Regions from separate parts of the Triticum aestivum genome. Here region 1 is linked to region 2. The links are chromatin contacts, called in public Hi-C maps. All regions are on one chromosome and are shown on one strand. Each heading gives the region's core, a stretch centred on a gene start, on an enhancer-like site or on the middle of the called end of the contact. The rest is flanking DNA. Distances are from core to core; before and after follow the strand shown.

Region 1 (4,647 bases), core at 948-3,447, 230 kb after region 2:
TTTGGGCGCTTGGATTTGCATTACATAACATGTTGTTGGATAAATTGTGGTTTTTTGGCTATAAAAAAATAAAATTGTAGTTTCTTTTTTTCCTCACAAGATTTTTGAAACCGTTTTCTAAAGCTTCTGATCACCTTTTTCTTTTCTTTGTCATTTTAATTATTTTTAAATATTTTTTCCCTTTTTACTTTTTCCCTTTGTATTGAACTTTGTTCGGAAAATTCGTGATTTTTTAAAAAATACGAAGAATTTTCAAGTTAACAAACCTTTTTCAATTTCACGAACTTTTTTAGATTCATGGTTTTAATTCGATTTTTATTGAATTAGTGATTTTCTAAAATTCGTAAATATTTTTATGAATTTGTGAAGTTTTTTGTAATTTAATAGTTTTTGAATTTATGAACTTATTTCCAAAATGTGAACATTTTTCATTTCACGAACATTTGAACATTCATGATCTCTTTTGAATTTCCAAACTTAGTTTAAATCAGGAATTATTTTTCAGTTCACTAACTGTTTTTGAATTCAATAAAAAAGTTGAATTAGCAAACATTCTGGAATTTCGTCATTGTTCTTAAATTAAATTAAAACAAACCAAAATAAAAACTCTTGGTAGTGCGGCCCAGTGTTGGGCCTCTATACCTACTAATCTCTGTGATTTTATTTGGGATAATATATCAACAAATTCATGAAGATTTGCCCTGTTACTGAATTTTCATCAGTTGGAGTACATCCCGTTATCACTACTGCATGGTGGCTATCTCCACACTAATGCCATACGTATTGAAGGGCTTGACTTCTAGTTTCGCCTCGGTGCCCCGAAATCTCAAGACCGGCCCGTGGGAGGAGGGTGATTGCTCGGAGGCGGGAAAAGGAGGACAGGCGCAGAAGCAAATCGGTCGTTTTGATGGACTTGGTTAATTTGAAGGGATTTGACATGGGCCTGAGTGGCACACGCGTGTGGGGACCTCCTATATGGCGCGTGGGGCGGTAGGAGGAGCAGTAGCGCGCATCCCTCGCTCCCCCAGAGCACCCATTTGGGCCGGCCCATGTCCGAGCACTCTATTTTTTAAAGTTTTTTTTCCTTTTTCCTTTTTGGTTTTCATTTTTCTATTTAAATAATTTGCGATCATAGAAAGTTTTGAAATCTTAAAAAATGTGCATTTTGGACAAAAAATTAATAAATCATAAAATGTTTGCAAATTCAAAAAAAAGTTAGTGATTTCAAAAAAATTCACAATTTCAAAAACATGTTCACAAATTGAAAATGTTCATGGTTTGAAAAAATGTTCATGATTTAAAAAATCTTTTGCAAATTCAATAAAGTTCATGGTTGAAGAGAGTGTTCATGAATTTAAAAAAATCTTAAATTTCAAAAAATAATCACAATTTTAAAAAATGTTCATACATTTGTAAACAAATGTTTTCATGATTTCCAAAAAATGTTGTAACTTAAAAAATGTTCATAATTTTAGAAAATGTACACGGATCTCAAAGATTTTCACAAATTGAAAAAAATAAAAAAGGGAAAATAGGAAAAAAGAAAAAGAAAACAAAAAAAGAAACATAAAAGAAGAAAGAAAAAATAACCGGGGGACCTTGCGCCCCACATGAGCCAACCCAGAAGGCGCGCAGGGAAGCTGGGGGTTGCGCGCTAGGATCCGCCACGCGTGCGGTCGTTTCATATCTTCCCCACATATAGACTGCATACGAGGGCCGTCTGGGTTGGATTTAAGGGTCTGGTTGGTTGGCATTTTTGTAAGGAGTCATGTCCGGTGTCGGGTTGTAGATGCTATAATATCATCGAATGCCGGCGTTTAGGATACAGTTTGTCTAATTCACATCTAGATGTTATTTAAGGATGTCACATCTAAGCTCTCACAAATATATAATGCAACAACAAGAAACAGAAAAAAAAATTTAAAAAAAAATAGACCACAGACAGAGTGTACATCAGCTTAGATGTGACATAACTATGTCACATCTAGATGTGTCCTAGACAGACCCGGATAGGATATCCTCCAAGCTTTAAACAGAAAATTACAAAAGCTAGGCTTTCAAGGGAATCATTACCTGGAAAACGACACAACACAATTGATCCCATAGACAAAACACACACGATGCCGTCTTGTACTCTCGGAGACGAACAGAACCCGTCCAGAAGCAACGTGCATTTCTGCCCGAATATCCAGAGCACGCACGCAGCCTCACCCTTTCCCCCCGTCCCCGTCGCGGTCGCGGGTGTATCTCCGCACCGCACTGGGATATTCCGCGCAACCCCCCGGAGACGCCAGGCCAAGCATGCGCCGCTTGTTTAACCTCCGCTGCCCCGCGCTGCAAGCGCCAAGCCAATGGCGTGGCCATAGCGTCGCCCGGCGCACGACAAACATACGCGAACACGCGGCCCGACGGGGACAGATCCGGATTTGGGGAGATCTCCCGTGACACCCTAGACCTAAAGAAGAGCGTCCGAGCGACTTGTTTAACAAATGCAGGCTGCTTGGCCGGCGAGGCGAGGCGATGCCGGATGGATAATCTCTGCCCATTGGCTCCTTGACAGCCGCTCCATCCACCTGCCAAAACGGAATCTCCCCCCGTCGAGACGAGGGGTGGACTCTGCAGCTGGCCGCGATGTGACCCGGGCTTTGTCCCTGCCTTGGATCCAACGGAGATGTTGACCTGTAAACGTTGCGGAAAGTAAGCGGGGTTGGGTGGCGACGGGAATGGAATACAGTACAGCGAACGGGGCGGAACGAATATTTGCTCAGCCGCCAGGAGGGGGTAAACAACTCGCATCAGCCAGCCTGCTAGAGGAAAACTCGTTCCGATGTTCTCTTCTTGGCTGCGCGAGGAAGAGTATGCGCTCCGTTCGACCAAACTATAGAGCATCTGTTTTTTGGGATGGATGGATGGAAATGTAAAGTGGTATCTATCCTTGTAAAGTAGAGTATTCTTCCGGACAAGATAGGGATTTGGAACATCTTGAACGCGTCAGGAAAGATATTCGCGTCCGCTTTCACACCTCCTTTTGTTTCTCAAGTGCCGCCACCACTCGTCGATCGTGTCCTCCTGCTACGTACGGTCTTTGTGCCATATATATCAGCTGAGCTGAGCTGGAGCTGACCGTCAAACCATGGTGTTTTTTTCAATGATGAACAACATTTGCTTAGGTTTGCTGTACTTGGTAGGAACATTCTGACAGGGCCACATTATTTTCGTGCAAGCGGCTTCCTTCGTACTACCTCATTTCCCTGAAAAAACGTCTTTTACTTTGAGATGAAAGTAGTAGACTAGTAGTACGTGGTAATGTTTCGGTGCGGATCTTTATCTCTGTTTTTTTAGTGAGTACTACAGATCTTTATCATTTACAGCCGGATTTGACAAATCCAATCCGTCAAATGCCCGCGGGCATTGACGAGTCACGTCTCAAACTACTCTCTCCACATCCACCTACCTCATATCCAGCACCTTATATCCACACAACACATACAACGTAAGAGCTATTCTACGTGATCAAACAACGCAAAACGAAACCGGCATCAAACGGACAACCAAATGCGCATAAACAAATTGTACATCATCCAAAAGATCATCGAAGTTCATCGCCAGACAAGTTCTTAAGTTCAACAACTAAAAAGCGATAAAAAAACATAGGAGGAGGAGCGTCTTCACCACTTCCTCCCCGACCTTTCCCCTTTCGGTCGCCGGCGTAGCTGTAGGCGTTCGGGGCTCGTGGAGGATCATGGTCATCTAGGGAGGAGGTGGAGTTGTGGTCGCCGCCGTCGTCGGAGTTGGAGTCGGAGAGGACGATCAGCCCCTTCATCTGACGGATGGCCATGTCCTGCTGCCGCTTAACTTGGCGAGCCGAGTCGCCTCCGTCGCTGCCTCCTTCGCCTCGCGCTCCAACTACTCTATGGCAAGTCGGAGCGCCTTCGCGTTCTTTCGTCGTAGGCCCAAGCGAGGAGATGCTCGTCCTCATCGGGCTCCGTCGCCTCCCTCTCCCTTTGCTTGCTGCATCTCGCGGCGGGCTATGTGCGCCTCTGATTCCAGAGTGCGCGCGTGGGCCGACAGCGCGGGCACTAGCACCCACCGCTGCCCGCGCGGAGCATCCGCTGGCAGGGGAAGGGGATGGCGCGGGGGGCGGAGCGGACTGCGTGGCCCTGGCGGAGCTGCGTGCGGGCCGTGATGGGCCAGCTCCGACGACTGCGCTGCGCCAGTGCAGGAGCTGCGGCGATGCTGCAGATCCGGAGCTGCCCCTGGTGTCCACCTTGAACCGCTCCAAGGCAATGCGGAGGGCCAACTCCTTGTCGACGTCCACGTCAGAGCCAGGTCGGAGCTCGACATTGCGCTGGGTGGATCGGAATTGGAGAGGAGAGAGAAAAGGACGAAGTAAGATAAGAGAGTGAGTGAGCAAGGGTTCCCAGCGAGGAGCCGGATTGGGGTTTTTTGTGGAACAACGTTAGGGTCGGTGGTGGGCCATGCCATCCCATATCCACCCTATATGTGGGCTGGATATGAGAGGCGTCTGATGGCCCAGACGTTTGAGGCCGGTTTGAGACATCCAGATGAGTCGATTTTTTGTGACCGATGAGCATTTAAGACTGGTTTAAGCATTTGAGACGGTTTTAGGGGGCAGGCTGTAGATGC
Region 2 (4,329 bases), core at 666-3,165:
AAACACAGCCCAAGCGTTCGAGCTAACATGCAAACTCCATACCCATCCCATATGTGGGTGGATATGGGATGCCCAGACGCGTCCACCACGTCGGATCCGGACCACGATGGCCCACCCGACCCCACATATATTCATCTCTATTTGCACTATGGACCAAACCCTAGTCATTCCAATCCCTCCGTCCCCAAACTCCTGCGCGGCGAAACTCTGGCCTTCTCGAGCGTGGCGGGCAACGAATCCGACTCCGAGATCTCCTATCCATCGACCGAGAACTTGCCCCACGGGGGAGGGGGGGTGGTGGGGGGAGGAGGAGATGGTTGTCTGCATTGCTCTGCGCCGCTCCCGGGAGGAGTGGGCCCGACCGTGATCGGACTCGAGCCGGTGGGAATCCATTGTGTCCGCTCAAATGGCACTTGGATCCGTTGGGGCTAGTGGCTAGAGGCGCGTGACTACGGCCTCGCCGGAAGCGCTGACTACCGCCTGGCAGTGCAACCCCTTTGTTGGCGCATCGTCCCCACGCTTTCAGGCTTCGAGTCAAAGGTCAATGCCAACATGCCTCACGAACCATCCACGTCTATCGTGAGGCATGCCCTCCGTGTGAAGCACAGGGCGCGGGAGGCCACAGAGGCTGAGTCGAACACCGCCGCCGCCTGGCGCCGCAACCTTAGGTGGCCGCATTGGGCTTCGACCATGAGGCTGACCGGTCCATGTCTATCATGGTCCTCACCTCCACCGATGATGCCCAGGCGGAAGGTTTGAACGAGGAAAAATAGGGCATGGGAGACGGCAGCGCATCGTGTCCCATGCGGGACAACCCATGTCCCTTGTCCTACTATACCTTGCCGGCGACCAGACTTTCACTCCACGGGTCTCACGGCTGCCGGACAGGGACACGGACACCGCCGAAGATTTAGATTAGGTTTTGCCTTGCATGTAATTGTATGAGGATGAGGATTTGCAATTGCATACATGATGGTGGCATCCAATATTTAAGGTGTGACCTTTCACTATACATGGACACACACCGTGGACTTTTGGGTGTCGGATTTAGCCGCGCCCGCGTACCCCGCACCCGTGTTGAAATCCAGAGTCTCTCGTACGCTGCACCCGCGCGCACACCCACGGGATGCGCCCATGTGCCCACCGCCGCAAGGCCCCCAGCCTCCGTTCCGCTCGCCGATCCACCATCGGTAGGTTCACTGATGATTTCGCAGTTCCACCCACCCGCAGCACGTACAAGCCATCCCGACCCCATGACGCCGATGGTCAGACGGTAGAAGAAGACGGATACATCCCGCGTGCCGCGGATCCTTTTCTTGAAAGAAAGAGAAAATCATTCTCTTTCCCTTCCACATCATCATCATCATAATCAGCGATGAAAGTTTTTCAGTCCCGAGAGAGGAGAAACGTGAAGAATGACGTCCGTTTTCCACAGTCCAAGCATGTTATTTCCGCCTGTTGCTGCTTGCGACCGCCTAGCGAGCAATTCATTTCAGTTGGGTATTGTGTTCCGCGTGACAACCAGATCTTGCCTGTCTGCCTGTAAGGCCAGCGCTTTGACTCTCGTCAGTTACTACTTACTCTAGTCGTAAAATAGACAGATTTAATTTACTTATTTTGCGGGTGGTCGTTTATTATTTGACCGCAACCGTTTCTAGTGCTTCAAAAGCAAGCAGGGCTCCCTTCAAAATCATCAAAAGAAAAAAAAATCAAGCAAAGGCAACGGGAGCCAGACTGTCCTCGGTTCAGTAACCGCCAAATCAAGCAACACGGAGAGAAAGGAAAGCTCCCAATGCACACAAGGACCTCACTGTCAATTACAACAAATCAAAGGTCCAAACGACAATTAGTTCCGGAGAAAACAAGTCATGAGCACGCCATGTCATGGCACATCATCATCATAATCTAATCACCAAATAAAACTAGTACTACTCCTCGGAGCAGCAGCGCTGCAGCAGTGGTATTAATTAATCGAACCCATCCCACCGGGGAAGAAGAAGAAGAAGAAGCAGCCTCTCCTTCTCCTTTAAGCTTCGAATCATCCTTCCCCCCCTCCCTCCCTCCCACCTCATCTCGCCGCGACGAAGCTTCCAAAACCCCCAAAAGGATCCCCCAATCTTCGCCTCTGCCTCCGGCCCGATCAAGCTTTCTGCAGCGGTTGCCGCGCGACTCGGCCCGGGATCCATGGAGAGGTACGAGCTGCTCAAGGACATCGGCGCCGGCAACTTCGGCGTCGCGCGGCTGATGCGGAACAAGGAGACCAAGGAGCTCGTCGCCATGAAGTACATCCCACGGGGCCTCAAGGTGCGCTCGCCGCCGCCGGCCGGAGTCGGGCTCCCCTGTGATCCATCCCAGCATGGGCCGGCCCGGTCGAGTTTTTCCTTCCTGCCGCGAATTTAGTGACGGAGTGTCTTTTTGGGCGTTTCTTGGTGTTTGCAGATTGACGAGAATGTGGCGAGGGAGATCATAAACCACCGGTCGCTGCGGCACCCCAACATAATCCGATTCAAGGAGGTGGGCGAGGGAACGGGCAAGGCGCCGGGAGCAATCCTTTCCGGCTTCTCCGGCCGAAGAAGAGTATAACGGATTGATTCTTTTGCAGGTGGTGGTCACGCCGACGCACCTGGCGATTGTGATGGAGTACGCGGCCGGCGGCGAGCTCTTCGACCGGATCTGCAACGCCGGGAGGTTCAGCGAGGACGAGGTGAGGATCGGTCCATTGCCTGTCTCCATTTTCGGCGCCGGTTCGTGTAACCGACGGTTGCTTTGTCCCCGCAGGCCAGGTACTTCTTCCAGCAGCTCATCTGCGGCGTGAGCTACTGCCACTTCATGGTAAGAACAAGCAAACCGGTGCAATCCCTGATAAAAAAAATCCTAGATCATCAGATGGTATAAAATAGTCGTTGATCTGCAGCAAATTTGCCACCGGGACCTGAAGCTGGAGAACACTCTGCTGGACGGCAGCCCGGCGCCCCGCCTCAAGATCTGCGACTTCGGTTACTCAAAGGTAATAGTAATAAAAATAGTAACAACAATTATAAAAAGGAGGCATTTTCTGCGGGGGGTCAAAAGCTGCACTTCGCTTGGCTTTGCGGCCGGAAAGATCGGAGGATTCATCTCGCCCTCCCGAAATGCAATTGGTTTCCTCTTCCTGCGCGAAACTGCTCGCGAAAGCAACGTCCCCTGCCATTGTTGACCCAAACAAGTTCGGCGCCACGCCAACGCCTTTTTTCCCGCTGCGGTGCACTGAACATGCTTCCCTTTTCTTCCTTTTGCAGTCGTCGTTGCTGCACTCGAAGCCCAAGTCGACGGTTGGAACGCCGGCGTACATCGCCCCGGAGGTGCTCTCCCGCCGGGAATACGACGGCAAGGTCAGTCGGTCGGTCTCCGGCTCTCTCTCTCTCTCTCTCTCCGCCGTTTTCTCTATTCTTCTGCCTCGTGACTCTGCTCATGGGCCCGCCGTGCGGTGGGTCCCGGAGGCAGTGGCGGTAGCGACCCACTTGTCCTAGCCCGTGAGCACGTGCCGCCTGCCGCTGCAGTACACGTACACGTAGCGTGGCTCTCGCTTCTCGAGGCCGCCAACCAGCAGCCCTTGTGAACTGGGTCCATGGGCCACAACACTCCATTCAGCGAGTGGGCCCGTGGGTTCATTCTGGCGTGGGTCTATAGGCTGGGTCCTTTCGGGCCAGCTAATCAGCTATCTCTGACTGGTGGATTCGGAATTTGTCCCTAGTTACAGATCTGCCTGCCTGTTACCGGGCAGACGCGCGCACTCCCACTGGGCGGTGGGCCCAACGCCACGCTGGCTCTGAGATAGTGTCCCTCGCTTGGCTTGCTGCCGCTGCTCATGTGGCAGGTGATTAGATTCCCGGTTAAATGTGGACAGTCCTTGTCGTGGCAGTCCTCCAAATTTATTTTTATTTTTGAAAGGCAGTGGATTTTGTTGAAAAACTCGGTCGAAAAAGCGAAAAGGTGAGAGATTATGCAAAGATATGTTGTTCTTTCTGTGTCTCATGACGTCGATTTGGACATTCACATTCTCATGATCGAAATTCACACATCATGCTCGATCGATGGCGATGCTCGCTCCAACCAGCGGTCCCTGCTTCTCATGCACGCCATCCAAATGCGAAAAGAGGGGAGGAAAGGTTTAGGTTGATCGGATTCAGACCGGTTTAAGTGGTCACGAGTTCTTTTTGTTTTTCCGCGAGAACATCAAGAGTTCGCGAGCTCGTGTGCGCCCTCTTGGTTTAATTTATTGTGGCCTGCAGTAAAGTTAGATTTCCTGGAGAAAGCATGTGATTCTGTGGATACAGATATTAGAATTAG

The links. A called contact is a pair of places that touch in the nucleus more often than the background predicts.
Region 1: a contact with region 2 is called in a Hi-C map of leaf, with 4 times the contacts expected there. The contact joins the enhancer-like site here to the promoter of LOC123053332 in region 2. A contact is called at or near these places in 2 of 5 Hi-C or Micro-C datasets (both in leaf).

What each region holds. Positions count from the first base shown.
Region 1 is chr2D:388,741,829-388,746,475 of IWGSC CS RefSeq v2.1, forward strand. No RefSeq gene overlaps it. Among protein-coding and RNA genes, the nearest start is that of LOC123053333, 29 kb to the right of the region's middle. Within about 2 kb of position 2,198, at least 2 of the 8 cell types and tissues checked have an H3K27ac peak or open chromatin away from gene starts, as enhancers often do. A contact at or near this core is called in leaf, where this site is marked.
Region 2 is chr2D:388,512,275-388,516,603 of IWGSC CS RefSeq v2.1, forward strand. LOC123053332 (serine/threonine-protein kinase SAPK7) reads left to right here and starts at 1,916. Exons shown (of 9, transcript XM_044476794.1): 1 at 1,916-2,304; 2 at 2,440-2,514; 3 at 2,603-2,704; 4 at 2,779-2,832; 5 at 2,915-3,007; 6 at 3,279-3,371. The coding sequence starts at 2,185.